Linked DNA regions of Sus scrofa: region 2 is linked to region 1. Evidence: chromatin contacts called from public HiChIP or PLAC-seq data. All regions are on one chromosome and are shown on one strand. Each heading gives the region's core, a stretch centred on a gene start, on an enhancer-like site or on the middle of the called end of the contact. The rest is flanking DNA. Distances are from core to core; before and after follow the strand shown. Region 1 holds the start of PARD6A (partitioning defective 6 homolog alpha). Region 2 holds the start of PSMB10 (proteasome subunit beta 10).

Region 1 (6,820 bases), core at 1,304-3,803:
TCCTCCTGCTGCTTGACTATAGGAAGACCTCTCTACTGTTTTTTATCACTCCTCCACTCCTGCCTCATGTCCAGGGCAGAGGGCAAGGTTTGTGGGATCAGGGAGGAGGCTAGGGCTGGGACACACAAGGACCATGACTGCATTTGTAGAAAACCTTTAATGTTCCCCAGACTGATTCAGCCCCATGAGCAAGCTAAAAACACCCACTGGGGAAGTCTCTGCCATGTCCCAGCAGCCTGGAGGGGCAAGGGCCTGCATCCTTGCCTGTCAGAGGCTGAAGCCATTGCCATCTCCTCTCATGCTACTCCCCCAGCCAGAGCTGGCCTGCTCCTGATCGTCCAGGGAGGGCAGAGAGCTGCGGGCACCAGGAAGTAGGCGGCTTGGGCGCAGGTCCCAGCATGGAGGCCCCTGAGACAGCCCATTGGAACAAGGAGGCTGGCGGTTCTCAGTGACCAGATCACTGCTGTCATCGTCACTATCAGGCTCACCAGGCCCAGCAGAAGGAGGCCTCATCAGACGCCCAGATGTCCCACGAACCACATTATTGCGCTGATTGGCTGGCTTGACAGTGACAATGAGGTTGTGACTGTTGGCGACCATCATGTCCGTCACTTGGTCCAAGGTCTTTCCAGCTACCTCAATGCCATTGACCTCGAGGATCTCATCACTAACCGCCAGCAGCCCTGTACTCTCAGCCAGGCCCCCTCGTACCAGGCGGGAGATGAAGATGCCTGGAACTCGTTCCAGGCCCTGGGGAGCTACGCGCACGCTCATGCCATCTCGGATGTAGAAACCCAGGGGGCGGTCAGAACCATGCTTGTGCAGCCGCACCCGTCGGTGGGTCTCAGGCAGTAAGTCCACATCAATGACTGAAGAAACCTGTCGGAAATCTTGGGGCAGGCTGATTAGCAGGGGTGGCCGGGTGCGCAGAGGTGCCACTGGCCGGAGTAGGAGCCCTTTCTTGCGCCGCTGCAGGGAGTTGGAGGCAAAGGCCAGGCCACTGGAGTCAGCTTCTGCTGCAGGAGAGGGGACACTGAAATCAGAGACCCTAATGTCCCACTCAGGCCCTTTTCCATCAGGCCCAGGCCTGGGGAAGGCACACTGTAGTTATTTCCTGCCACTTGGAGGTCAGGCCAAGGGCAAGGACTGCAGAGGGTGAAGTTTGGGTACCCTAGGCATGGTCTAACCCTTGGAGATCTGCCCTGTCACCCTACCCCACAGAGGCTGCCCCCTGTACCCCATCCTTACCCCGCTTCTGCACTAGCAGTCTCAGTGGCGGGGGCCCACTGGCCAGGGCCCGGTGCAGGCTGTCGTCGTTGGTGAGGGGCAGTAGGTCGCCGTGAGCATCCGTATAGCCAAGCAGCACGTCCAGGCCCGGGATCTGGTGTACCGCACGCAGCAACCGAGAGAACTCTTGGAAGCCGCTCACCGAAGCGCGAGGTAGCGCGAAGCGTCGGAACTCGGCATCAAACTGGAGGCGGGGGTAGGAGGTCGGGGGAGGAGGAGGGGTTAGGACAGAGTCCGTGCCCTTTCTCACCACAGGTCCGAGGGTAGTAGGGGTGGGAAAGACAGGGCTTCACAACAGCTGCAGACTTGCACCCAGACCTCTGCTCCAGTGCAAGGGACGCTGTCCAAGGTCTTCTCCTCGCCCTCCAGGTACCCAGGCCAGAGGGACTCTAGAAGCCGGCAGTGGAAAGGAGGAGGTGGGATGGGGGGAAGCGAAAAGGAAAACCAGAGAATGGGACGTGGAGGATGGAGGAGAGAAAAAGGTGGTGGGGACCAAGGAGTCAGGGAGGGGAGAGTGAGGGTTGGAAGCGCCTAGGGCCGGAGCCAGAGCTGGGGCTGGAGGGGTCCTTACTTTGCTCTTCACCTCGACGATGCTGTCAGGACTGCGTGCCGGAGTCCTCTGCGGCCTGGCCATCGTGGGACCGGGAGGGCCAGGGACGGTGCCCTAGGCGGCCCGCCGAAGCGCAGGTGCACAGCCTGCGGGGCCGGCTGGCCCGCGCAGCCCCGCCCCTGGCGGTAGCACTCGCCCCGCCCTCCTATCCGGGCCGTGACGTCAAGGGGGCAGCGACGAAGAGTGGAACGCGGAGTCCACGTTTCCTAGGAAACGGAGCTGGAGGGGTGGAGAGTCTCACGTCCTCTTACGTCACTACGTTACGGTCGTCAAGTCCCGGGAGCCTCGGGGGAGGGGCTTGGCCAAGCCGAGGGGAGAGTTGGGGAAGTGGTATTTATTGAGCGCTGTACGCTGTTATTTCCATTGGCCTTACAAGGCTGTGTATGTTGTAGATGAGGGAACTGGGTCATAATATAAATATCTGCTGAGTTCTTTGGGGTCACAGGCATTGAAGTGACTCCGAGCTAACTCGCTCGGACCACCCTTGGCTGCAGCCTCAGGCCCTAGATTCCTCCCTCTCCATACATGCCAGCCTTTGCGCCTTCCTGCTCAATGCCACAGGAGTTCTGAAGAACGGCCCAAACGCGGACCGTTGCTCGGAGAGTTGCTCAAGTAAGAGCAAGCACGTCAGCAGCCATTTGATTCAATGGGAGTGCACACAAACTCCCAACTAGGACGCGCATGTGCGCACGCGCGGGCATGCTCATGGGCAGGGCCTAGGTTTCGGGTTCCGCCCAGCGCTCCTGCACTTCCTCTTCCGACTAGAGGCGGGGCCGCGGCGCTAGCGGGAAATCCGGGCTAGAGGTAATCCGCTGGCTGCCGCGGCGGGAATGGCCCGCTTGGGGAACCTCGTCCTGCGACCCTGGATTCGAGAGCTAATTCTGGGGTCAGAGGCACTTTCAAGCCCGCGGGCGGGGCAGCTGCTCAAGGTGAGAACCCCGCTACCTTTTTCAGGGCCCGGAGGGCGGGGTCCCAGGGCGGTGGGCTTGATGCTTTATCACCGCGGTCAGGTACTGCAGGAGGCCGAAACCCCGGGCCCGTCCCGCGCCTCCGACACGTCTCACGTCGACACCGCGCTGCTTGTGTCCGATGGGACCCACAGTATCCGATGTCTGGTGACGCGAGAAGCCCTGAACGCCTCGGACTGGTGAGAGGGGCTCCGCGGGGCTTGGAGATAGTGGAGGCCAACGGGAGAGCTCAAGGTTTGAGCTGGAGGTGGGCGGGCCCCAGGCGGGCTGGGCTGTGTTCACGCAGGCTCGGCACTGAGGGTCCCCTGCCGCAGGGAGGAGAAGGAGTTCGGTTTTCAAGGGGCAGAAGGTCGGCTGCTGCTGCTGCGGGACTGCGGGGTTCGCGTCCAAGTCGCCGAGGGAGGCGCGGTGAGTGGTGAGCCTGGCCTGGGTGGGTTACTGGGCCTGACTTTCTAACAACTCCTGAGACCTGTCCCTGAACTCCAGCCCGCAGAGTTCTACCTCCAGGTGGACCGCTTCAGCTTGTTGCCCACAGAGCAGCCCCGGGAACAGGTGATTGGTTGGTAAGTGATGCCTCCACCCTCCACCTGTTCTCCTCACCCAGGCCTGGCTTTTGGGGTGTGAGGGCTTGGGCCCCTAGTAACACTGACTGTCTACCACTCCTCTCCCAGCAACCAGGATCCAGATGTGCAGAAAAAGCTTTATGACTGCTTGCAGTGAGTCTGGGGTTGGGCTTTTCCGTTCGGCTTTTATTCGGGGCTTGGTCACTTTTCTGACTGAGCCTGCTCAGTCAGGGGATGGCAGATTTGTGCAGATAGGCCTCAGGTGTCTCCTGTGTTTCTCTAGGGAGCACCTTTCAGAGTCTACCTCTCCCAGTGCAGGTATGTATAGGGGTTGGCGGGCTGCCCGAACTCCTGGTAGAGTGATCTCTCCAGTCATCACACACACACACACACCCTACTTTCTTAATAAGTCCTCCTTCTTATCTCCCACCCTACCCTTCCTCTTTGAGTTTCAGCCCATCTCCTGGTCCCCTGCCCCCAGGCATTTCACTGTCCCAACTTCTGGATGAGGTAGAGGAGGACCAGGAGCATCGTGGGGCACTAGTGCAACTGGCTGAGAGCTGTCTGATGCTGGCAGGCCCTTGCACGGCAGCCCCCCTCACCCGCTGGGCTGCCTCCCGCTGCAAGGCCACGGTCGGTCTGGGGCTTCACTTGGGAGGTGTCAGGGTGGGGACTTGGGCAAGGGCCAAACTGAAAGTTCACATCCCACAGGGAGAAGCTGTGTACACCATCCCCAGCCTGTGGCTGCGCATCTCTGAGAATGAGCAGCGGATCCTGAGCTGTCTGGGCCCAGGTCAGAGGGCACAGGGTAAGCAGGACTGGAGAGGTCAAGAGCGGAGTACCTGTGCCCAGTGCCCACAGTGCTGATAAGCCTCCCCTGACTCCCAGGCCCTGAGCTACCCCCGCCACACCCAGCTCTGCAGGACCTGTCTCTGGCCCTGATCTCCTCTCCTCCTTCCTCACCCTGTTCCTCAGGTAAGGTGGTGCTTAGCTCTTCCTTTCGCTGTGAGCCACCAATCAGGTGACAGGGCTGCACAGGATGCTGTGAAAGGGTATACAGCTGGGTGGGGGGTGAGCACAGTTCCTGCAGGCCTGCCTCAGCTCATAGGTCACTCAATTGGGGTGAGCTGCGAGGGCTGTGCCCATGGTGAGTCCCTTTCTCCTCAGGAACCCCTGCCTTACTCAGCCACATGTTGTCAGAGGAAAGCGGTGCCAGCATCAGCCTTCTGCCGGCCCTGCCCTTGGATGCTCCAGACCCAGTGCTTAAGGGCAGCTCCCAGCCCCTGTCAGCCGTCTGCTCAGCTCCTGGCCCCTTACCCCCTGACTCTGTACCCAACTCCCCATTCCTGAGCTGCACTCCAAATCTGTCACCCCTTGGCCATGTCCCCAGTCCACACCAGGCCCATGTAACCAAGGCCCAGAAACCTAGCTTGGAGTTCAAGAAGGTAGAGTTACCTCCCAAGGCCTGGCATCGCTCCCCAAGGACAAGAACCACCAAGGAAGCCCTGGAGTCCAGTCCTATGTGGGTGAGCATAGCCATCCCTACGACTAGAGGGTAGAATGGGGTGGGCCTTGGGCACAGCTGGGATGGGGACTGGGGGTGGCCTTGGATGGGGTTAGGCCTCTCTCCAGACACTGTAACTCCTTCAGGACCCCCCAAAGAGGCATCGTGATGGTTCCACCTTCCAGTATGAGTACGAGTCCCCCTGTCCCTCCCTCTGTGCCCAGGTCCAAACTGTCAGGTGAGTGCCTGGGGCTGCCCCCGCCCTTGGTTACCCGATCCCAGTGCCCACTGACCTACAGCCATGGTTCTCTTCCTAGGCTCCCTCCCCAGCTCGTAGCCTGGGCCTTGCACTTTTTGATGGAGCCACAACTGGAATCTGAACTAACCCAGGTGTGAGGGGTCCTGTGAACACGTGGGAGGATGTGTACGCACAGGTCTGTGCTTGGGGGTAGATAAACAGTGCTCCACACTGGTTTTCTTTGAGTTTTTTAATAAAATAATCTCATGCGGCAGGAAAAGAAGGTCAGGGGTTGGGGCCGCCGCCTCTTTGGTCTGTGGCTGGGGAAGGTGGGCTCTGCTCAGGGCTGGAGGGCTCTGAAGTCTGTGGGAGCAGAGGCTCGGCTCCAAGGCCAGATCCTGTCGGAGACGGGGAGAGAAGGAGGGTCAGGAGTGGACTGAGCAACCCTGCCCCCTCCCAGCGGGCCCCAGCCCCTCTTACCTACGCTTGGAGATGGAGGTGTCTCAAGCTTTGGTCTGCGCTTGAGAACAGGGGAGCGCTGCAGCCGCAGGGGCCGTTCTAAGGGATACAGAAAGACTTGGGGAGGCTTGCTCAGGGCTCACTGCCTCTCCCCCGACAGCACTGCCTTCCGAGCCTCCCCCTTCCCCTGCAGCCTCCCAGCCCTGGCAGAGTGTGGGCTCTGGTGGAGGTGGAGCCAGGGCTAGCAGGAAGGGCTTCTCACACCCTTGCTCCAGGCCTTCCGGCTCCCTGGTTTCTCAGCCCCTCACGCCACTGGTAGCGCCCTTAGAGGACCAGAGCCACAAAGGGAGCCCACCCTCCCCCATCTCCTCCTGTGCCCAAGCACACATGGCGGTGTCTCCCCTCACCAACAGGGGCCTGGAGCTGGTCCTCATGCACAGACACGGCTCGTCGCCCTGCCGGGAGAGGCCTCGGCCTCAGCTGGCCATCTGGGGGAGGCCAGGGTGTGAGGGTATAGTCCCAACAGCTGCCCCACTCCAGCCCTTGCCTCCCACCTGCAGGGTCCCCAGAAGAGCTGAGTTCCCAGCAGGGGCTCTAGGCCCTAGCCCAGCATCAGGTGGGGGCTAGAGTACCGCTTACCTGTGTTCTGGGAGCTTAAGCAAGGATCCTCTGGGAGGCCCAGGCTGTCTGGGGAGGGGCTGGCTCTTCGAGGGCTTGGGCTAGGACAAGGGGAGGGGGGACCTGGACCATCCTGTTGACCCCAGCCACGACCCCTGAGCTCCGCATTCAGTTGCTGCCCCAGTGTCTTCCAGGTGGCAGGCTCAGGCCCCTGGCCCCCTGGACCAGGTCTGCATGAAGGGTCTGCAGGGAAAAGAGTGTCAGCCAAGACTTGGGCCAGGCACTGGAGGTGAGCCTGACCCTCCGTGTCCCCCAGCCAACCACAGTGGCCCTCACTCACCAGCAGACACAGAGTGAGTACGGGACTTGATTGAGATGGGCGGGGTCTCTGTGGAACTGTCCATAATGTCACCTGCAAAGGCAGGGGCTTAGGGCACTGGGCCTTGCTGAGGGGAAGAGACACATGGCTGATCCTGCTCTTCCCCGGGAGAATAAAGTCACGGGGACTCTCCCTCTCCCCAGAAATGTGTACTTTCCTAGCCCAGGGTCCCACTTACCATCTGAGCCAGCCTT
Region 2 (6,820 bases), core at 1,943-4,442, 270 kb before region 1:
ATGACTTCCAGCGCTTCTTTGCAGACCTGCACTTTGAGGAAGGCTGGTACATGTGGCTACAGTCACGTGACCTGCTGGCAGGCCTCCCAGCGCCTGGTGTGGAAGTATACTGTCTGTATGGTGTGGGCCTGCCCACACCCCGCACCTACATCTTTGACCACGGCTTCCCCTACACGGACCCTGTGGATGTGCTCTATGAGGATGGTGATGACACTGTGGCTACGCGCAGCACCGAACTCTGTGCCCGCTGGCAGGGCCGCCAACAGCAGCCTGTGCACCTGCTGCCTCTGCCTGGGACACAGCACCTCAATATGGTTTTCAGTAACCAGACACTGGAGCACATCAATGCCATCCTGCTGGGCACCTACAGAAATAGCACCCCAGTATCCCCAAGCACCAGCACAGGGACCCTTCCCCCTGAATAAAGACTTCTTTGCTGCTCTAAGTCCTGGCATGTGTGTTGTGGGTTGAGGAAAAGGCGCTAGGATCCACACATTGGGATTCATTCATCAGCAACTGTAGGCCTGGTGAGCTTTGCTAAAAACGGGTTGAATTGGGCACCTTGTTTTTTTTTTTTTTTGGCCTTTTACGGCCATACTCATGGCATATGGAGGTTCCCAGGGTAGTCAAAGTGGAGCTGTAGCTACAGCCACAGCAACACAGGATCCAAACCATGTCTGCAACCTGCACCATAGCTCCTGGCAATGCCAGATCCTTAACCCACTGAGCGAGGCTAGGGATCAAACCTGCGTCCTCATGGACACTAGTCAGATTTGTTTCCGCTGATGGGAACTCCAGTTGCTTGTTTGTTTTGTTTTGTTCTTTTAGGGCCACACCTGCAGAACATGGAGGTTCCCAGGCAAGGGGTTGAATCCGAGCTGTAGCTGCCTGCCTACACCACAGCAATGCCCGGTCCGAGGCGCATCTATGACCTACACCATAGCTTGTGGCAGTGCTGGATCCTTAACCTACTGTTAAAGACCAGGGACTGAACCTGTGTCTTCATGGATCCCAGCCGTGTTTGTTACCGCTGAGCCACAACGGGAACTCCTGAATTGGGCACCTTGAGATGTACAGCTTGCCATTCTTCTCTTTAGGCAGCCTGCTTCATGCCCGCCACTGCTCTGGGAACTGGAGGCAGCTGCACACACAGCTGTGGAATAAAGGTACATGGAGCCAAGAGGGCAGGATAGGGAAAATGTAAGCTGTCTCTCCTAGCTCCCAAAAGAACAGGCAAGACCCACCTCTAAACAGGGACTTGTGAGAGCTAGGGGGTGACAGAAGCACAGGAGTTGAGAATCTGTGAGAGTAACAGCCACTAAATATGTCATTTCAATACTGAAGTTTTAATTAATTTTTTCACTTTTAGGGCCACACATGTGGCATATAAGTTCCAGGGCTAGGGGTAGAATCGGAGCTGCAGCTGTCGGCCTATGCCACAGCCATAGCCACCGCAATGCTAGATCTGAGATGCATCTGCGACCTACACTGCAGATGGTGGCAACATTGGATCCTTAACTTGCTGAGTGAGGTCAGGGATGAAACCTGCATCCTCACATACAATATATCAGGTTCTTAACCTGCTGAGCCACAATAGGAACACCCTGAAGATTTAATTTTTATGGAGCCTAAGAGCAGCATGCAGCTGGTACAGAGTTTAAATAGGAAAAAGATGAGTTCCCCCTGTGGTGCAGCAGAAACGAATCCAACTAGGAACCATGAGGTTGTGGGTTCTGTCCCTAGCCTCGCTCAGTGGGTTAAGGATCCAGCGTTGCTGTGAGCTGTGGTGTAGGTCACAGAGGTGGCTCAGATCCCGCGTTGCTGTGGCTCTGGTGTAGGCTGGCAGCTACAGCTCCGATTAGACCCCTGGCCTGGGAACCTCCATATGCCGTGGGCACAGCCTAAAAACCATGAGTCACAAAGACACATGTACTCCGATGTTCATTGCAGCACTATTTTCAATAGCCAAAACATGGAAACAACCTAAATGTCCATCAACAGAGGAGTGGATTAAGAAGATGTGGTACATATACACAATGGAATATTACTCAGCCATTAAAAAGAACGAAATACCAGCATTTTTAGCAACATGGATGGACCTAGAAATTATCATGCTACGTGAAGTCAGCCATACAATGAGATACCAACATCAAATGCTTTCACTGACATGTGGAATCTGAAAAAAAGGACAGACTGAACTTCTTTGCAGAAAAGATACTGACTCACAGACATTGAAAAACTTATGGTCTCCAGAGGAGACAGTTTGGGGGATGGGGGGATGTGCTTGGGTGTGGGATGGAAATCCTGTGAAATCAGATTGTTATGATCATTATACAACTACAGATGTGATAAAGTCATTTAAGTAATAAAAAATAAATTTTAAAAAGGACAAAAAGACAAAAATAAATAAATGAATAAATAAATAAATAAATAAATAAATAGGAAAGAGTATGACCAGATTTCCAATCTAGTAAAAAGCCCCGTCTCTGCAGGGTAGAGTGTAGCCTGTGCTGGAAGATGAGGGGCAGGAAGTGTGGGGAAACCAGGGAGGCCAGTGTAGAATCTAGGGGAGAGATACTGCTAGTTGAGATAAGCAGTAATTAGGAGAAAGATCTGGATAGATCAAGGGTCATTTGGGAAGTGAAAAAAGGCTTGGCCATGGGTAGAGCCCAGAATGTGTATGGGCCACCAGATGAACAGCCATGGCACCGTTCCTGAGAGAGAGAAAACAGCACCTGAAACAGGGATGATGGAAGGATCGGCATTGCCTTGGCCAAGGATTGAGCCTTGGAGTCTGAGGTTTGATGGAAAAGGCTAAGGCAGCAAAATAGGCAGGAGTTGGGAGAAGGAGAGTAATAAAAGACAATAGGCAGCTGATGCTGTTGGCAGGCCAGTAACAATGAGATCAGAGACTTGGTCAGTGTGACAGCTTGGGGCATTGGGACTTGCAATTAGAGTTGGGGTCAGAGTAGGCAGAGCTCAGGGCTCAGGCGGGACAATGGCCAGAAGGGAGGTATTTGTTGCTGTATCAGACAGAGGCCTGGGAGCAACATGGAGAACCAGGCAAGGGACATCTCACCCTTGCCAAGCTGCATAGGACCAGAGGTGAAGGTGAAAGTGAAAGAGGATGCAGAAAGGAGCCATCATGCTGTGAGGAAATGTGAAAGCGAAAGCAGTTAAGCTCAGTCGTGCAGGACAAGGACAAAGGACAAGGCTGTGGCCTTCTTTGCTTGGTGCTGGTCCTACTCCTCTGACCTCCATACCCCTGGACTGCCCTGCCCACCTGGACATGCAGAAGATAGCGCTAGAGCCCCTAGGGGGCTTTTCCTTTGAGAACTGCCAGAGGTGAGTGGGGGGATGATTGGTCCCCAGCTGCCTAGGTCCTCAGTGAGGGTCTCTGGGAGTGGGAGAACCAGGATCTTTAAAAGTAAGACGACGACTTGGGTTCCGAGGCTTACATGGAGAAGTGAGAGAAACGTGGACGGAGTTGGAGAATGTGATTGGGGGAGGGGGATCCCATAAGAAAAGAAACCTGAGACTTTTCCCTCCGTTCCAGAAATGCATCCTTGGAACGCGCCCTCCCTGGGTTCCGGGTCCCTCACGCACTCAAGACGGGGACCACCATTGCAGGTCTTGTATTCCAGGTGAGCAAGAAGTTGTGACTGTGGGGCGTGGAGGGGCGGCCGGGAATAGGAAGTGGGCAATGACCTAACGGCTTCTCCCCTCTTCTCCAGGACGGGGTAATCCTGGGCGCGGATACGCGGGCCACTAACGACTCGGTCGTGGCGGACAAGAGCTGCGAAAAGATCCACTTCATCGCCCCCAAAATCTAGTGAGCATTCCTCTCAAGAACTGCCCCTTAGTTCCCCGTCCCTGGTCTCCGCACACCTTAGCCCCGACCACATGGACCCTCCCTTCACCCTCAGCTGCTGTGGGGCTGGAGTAGCCGCGGACGCCGAGATGACCACGCGGATGGCGGCATCCAACATAGAGCTACACGCACTATCCACCGGCCGCGAGCCGCGCGTGGCCACTGTCACTCGCATGTTACGCCAGAAGCTCTTCCGGTGCTGGAGCTGGGCTAAGACGACCCTGGGGAGGGGCAGTTGCAGGGAAGGTGGGGCTGATAGGAGGTGGGACAAGAGGAAGGACAGGGCTGCGAGGTGCCGGGAGACCGGAAGAGGTCAGCCTAAGAGGAGTTAAGAAGGCAACCGGAAGCAGCAATGTCAGTCATGGGGCTCCAGACCACGGGAAGGGGCGGGGCTCGGGTGCAGGACCATGGAGGGGAGGGACCTGGGTCCTGGTTTGTTTGGCTGACTGCGCCCACTTGCGGAAAAGGTACCAGGGCCATGTGGGCGCGTCGCTAATCGTGGGCGGCATAGACTTCACAGGACCCCAGCTCTACAGCGTGCACCCCCATGGGTCCTACAGCCGTCTGCCCTTCACGGCCCTAGGTGAGCCCTTCCATCCCTTCCCCACGAATCCCACGTATACCATCCTGGCCTCCCGTTTCTCCCGCGACCATGCGGCCGCGGCTGACCTCAGATACCCCTCCTGTCTACAGGCTCCGGCCAAGATGCAGCCCTGGCAGTGCTAGAAGACCGGTTCCAGCCCAACATGACTGTGAGTGACATCTGCGCCCCACTAGGCATTGCATTGGTGGGAAGTGCACTTGGGAGCTGGGGAAACACAGAGGTACCCTGGCCTAATCCGGAGGTCAGGAAAAGCTTTTCAGAGGTGATGACTGAGTACAGGAGGAGAAGCCAGTGGAGCGAGGGTGGAGAAGTGCAATTCCAACAGACCACTGTCAATGCCAAAGCTTGGACTGCATGGAGAGGTCAAAACTCAGAGAGGACCATTTAGAGCTAAGGGAGGAGAGAACAACAGGTGGGGTCTGGAGTCTGGGTCTTGTTTTGAGGTGGATGGAAAGAGAGGCATATGTCACTTCATAGGTGCCTAAGGCCCAGAAAGAAAAAGGAAATGAGCCTGGGATTGGGGGCCAAGACTACACTGGGTGAGTGAATAGGCCCCTGGAACCAGAGCCACAGGTGTGACTCAGAGAAGTTTGTGAAGATGGGGCATTGGGAACACCGGGTCTCTGGAGAGAGGGAAACTGACACCCGGGGAGAGGAGCTTGAGGTGGAGATGGGAGTATAAGGTGAGAGCAGATGGTAAATAGCAGTGCCCGAGTTCCCGTCATGGCTCAGTGGTAACGAACCTGACTAGGATCCATGAAGATGTGGGTTCGATCCCTGGCCTTGCTCAGTGGGTGAAGAATCTGGTGTTGCCACGAGCTGCGGTATAAATTGCAGATGCGGCTCAGATTTGGCGTTGCCGTTGCTGTGGCTGTGGAGTAGGCAGGGAAGAGATCAGCAATCTCCAGGCTATAGCCTAAGGGTGATACCACAGTGTCCGTCAGGGCTTCACACATGCATTGTTACAGCTGGAGGCAGCACAGGGGCTGCTGGTGGAAGCCATTACTGCAGGGATCCTAAGTGACCTGGGCTCTGGGGGCAATGTGGATGCATGTGTGATCATGGGGACCGGTGCCAAGCTGCTGCGAACACTGAGCTCTCCCACAAAGCCCACAGAAAGGTAAGAGCATGGAAGATGGGGGAACAAAGGAGAGGATAGGGTGGCAGCAAGGGAGATGGGCTGCAAAGAGAGGATTGACCACGTGATGGGCCCATTTTGAGAGGTCATCTCTTCTTCCCAGATCCAGCCAGTATCGCTTTGCCCCTGGGACCACAGCTGTCCTGTCCCAGACAGTGATGCCGCTGACCCTGGAGCTGGTGGAAGAAACTGTGCAGGCCATGGATGTGGAGTGAAGTAAGCCTAGGCTTACTTGGAATAAGGAACAAGGAGGAATAAACCCAGAAAACACCAACACCTAAGCAGATTGCTGTGTTGTTCTTGGGTAGAAGGAGCAAGCAGCTAGCAGGGCTCTGTGACTAAGGTCCCTGCAGGGGCCACTCATGCCTATGGCTGCAGTGCCTGGCCTAGGGTGTGCCCTTCACCCATCACCTTAGGCATCTCTACCCCTTCAGAACCCCAGCCCTGGCAAGCATTGCAGGCTCAAGGCCAAGGCCCCCTCCTTACTCTCCCTATCATGGAGGCTCCCCCTACCACTCCGATGCCTTGCTCTTGCCCTCTAGTCACTGGAGACTGTTTTACAACCTGAAAGGCCCCATATACCCCATAAGAGCCTGGCTCATCACTGGCCAAGGACAAAGCCCACGGTGCTCAGTTAAGACAGGCCCACCATGCCCCCACTGATGGCTAAAATCCTGATGAGGAGCTGCTCTCTGACTCCAAGGATAAGTTCTCCAGTGCAATCCTCACCCCTGCAACACCTTTATATGTGAGACCCCTCTGATGACCAGGCACACCTAAGGTGCTAACAGAATGCTGGACTTCTGTTTGCATGTGTTGGACTGTGAATAGGGGGAGTGACTCCAAGTTTCCTGGGTTGACAGTGGTCACAGGGCCCATGTGAGAGATGACATTGAAGACTTCTGCTAAGCACCCACTGAGTGCCAGCCCAGGTGCTGGGTGGCAGGAGCATCCTACCCCGGGAGAGAATGGCTGAGCGCCACTGAAACTTTGGAACTGTTAAGAGTCTGCCCAACATCTGGGGAGCGTCTAGTCCGGACTGTATATCCCTGGATCCCTGACTGCTTTTTTCCCTAGTATTTTATTATGAAGATTTTTTTTTTTTTTTGCCATTTTTTTTTAAGAGCTGCACCCGAGGCATATGGAGGTTCCCAGCTAGGGGTTGAACTGGAGCTACAGCTGCCAGCCTATGCCACAGCCACAACAA

What was found. HiChIP or PLAC-seq counts read pairs in DNA pulled down with a chosen protein or histone mark.
Region 2: a contact with region 1 is called in an H3K27ac HiChIP or PLAC-seq map of alveolar macrophages. The contact joins the promoter of PSMB10 here to the promoter of PARD6A in region 1. A contact is called at or near these places in 1 of 5 promoter capture datasets (liver), 5 of 47 Hi-C or Micro-C datasets (embryonic fibroblasts, psoas muscle and subcutaneous adipose tissue) and 2 of 2 datasets of contacts at active chromatin or transcription factors (alveolar macrophages and skeletal muscle).

The regions. Positions count from the first base shown.
Region 1 is chr6:28,276,235-28,283,054 of Sscrofa11.1, reverse strand. PARD6A (partitioning defective 6 homolog alpha) reads right to left here and starts at 2,553. Exons shown (of 3, transcript XM_021094099.1): 1 at 1,859-2,553; 2 at 1,249-1,471; 3 at 132-1,016. The coding sequence starts at 1,921. The coding sequence ends at 268. ACD (adrenocortical dysplasia protein homolog) reads left to right here and starts at 2,646. Exons shown (of 12, transcript XM_021094094.1): 1 at 2,646-2,826; 2 at 2,908-3,044; 3 at 3,180-3,273; 4 at 3,352-3,428; 5 at 3,537-3,581; 6 at 3,712-3,746; 7 at 3,910-4,061; 8 at 4,140-4,221; 9 at 4,317-4,403; 10 at 4,596-4,954; 11 at 5,079-5,170; 12 at 5,250-5,406. The coding sequence starts at 2,728. The coding sequence ends at 5,328. CARMIL2 (capping protein, Arp2/3 and myosin-I linker protein 2) reads right to left here. Exons shown (of 39, transcript XM_021094090.1): 34 at 6,805-6,820; 35 at 6,588-6,659; 36 at 6,269-6,490; 37 at 6,037-6,117; 38 at 5,651-5,728; 39 at 5,406-5,568. The coding sequence ends at 5,456.
Region 2 is chr6:28,543,981-28,550,800 of Sscrofa11.1, reverse strand. PSMB10 (proteasome subunit beta 10) reads left to right here and starts at 3,192. Exons shown (of 8, transcript NM_001044565.1): 1 at 3,192-3,345; 2 at 3,557-3,644; 3 at 3,735-3,832; 4 at 3,927-4,067; 5 at 4,339-4,454; 6 at 4,565-4,623; 7 at 5,444-5,595; 8 at 5,717-5,891. The coding sequence starts at 3,290. The coding sequence ends at 5,828. It overlaps PSKH1 (serine/threonine-protein kinase H1), which reads right to left. Exons shown (of 3, transcript XM_021094111.1): 3 at 6,738-6,820. LCAT (lecithin-cholesterol acyltransferase) reads left to right here. Exons shown (of 10, transcript NM_001164856.1): 10 at 1-438. The coding sequence ends at 425.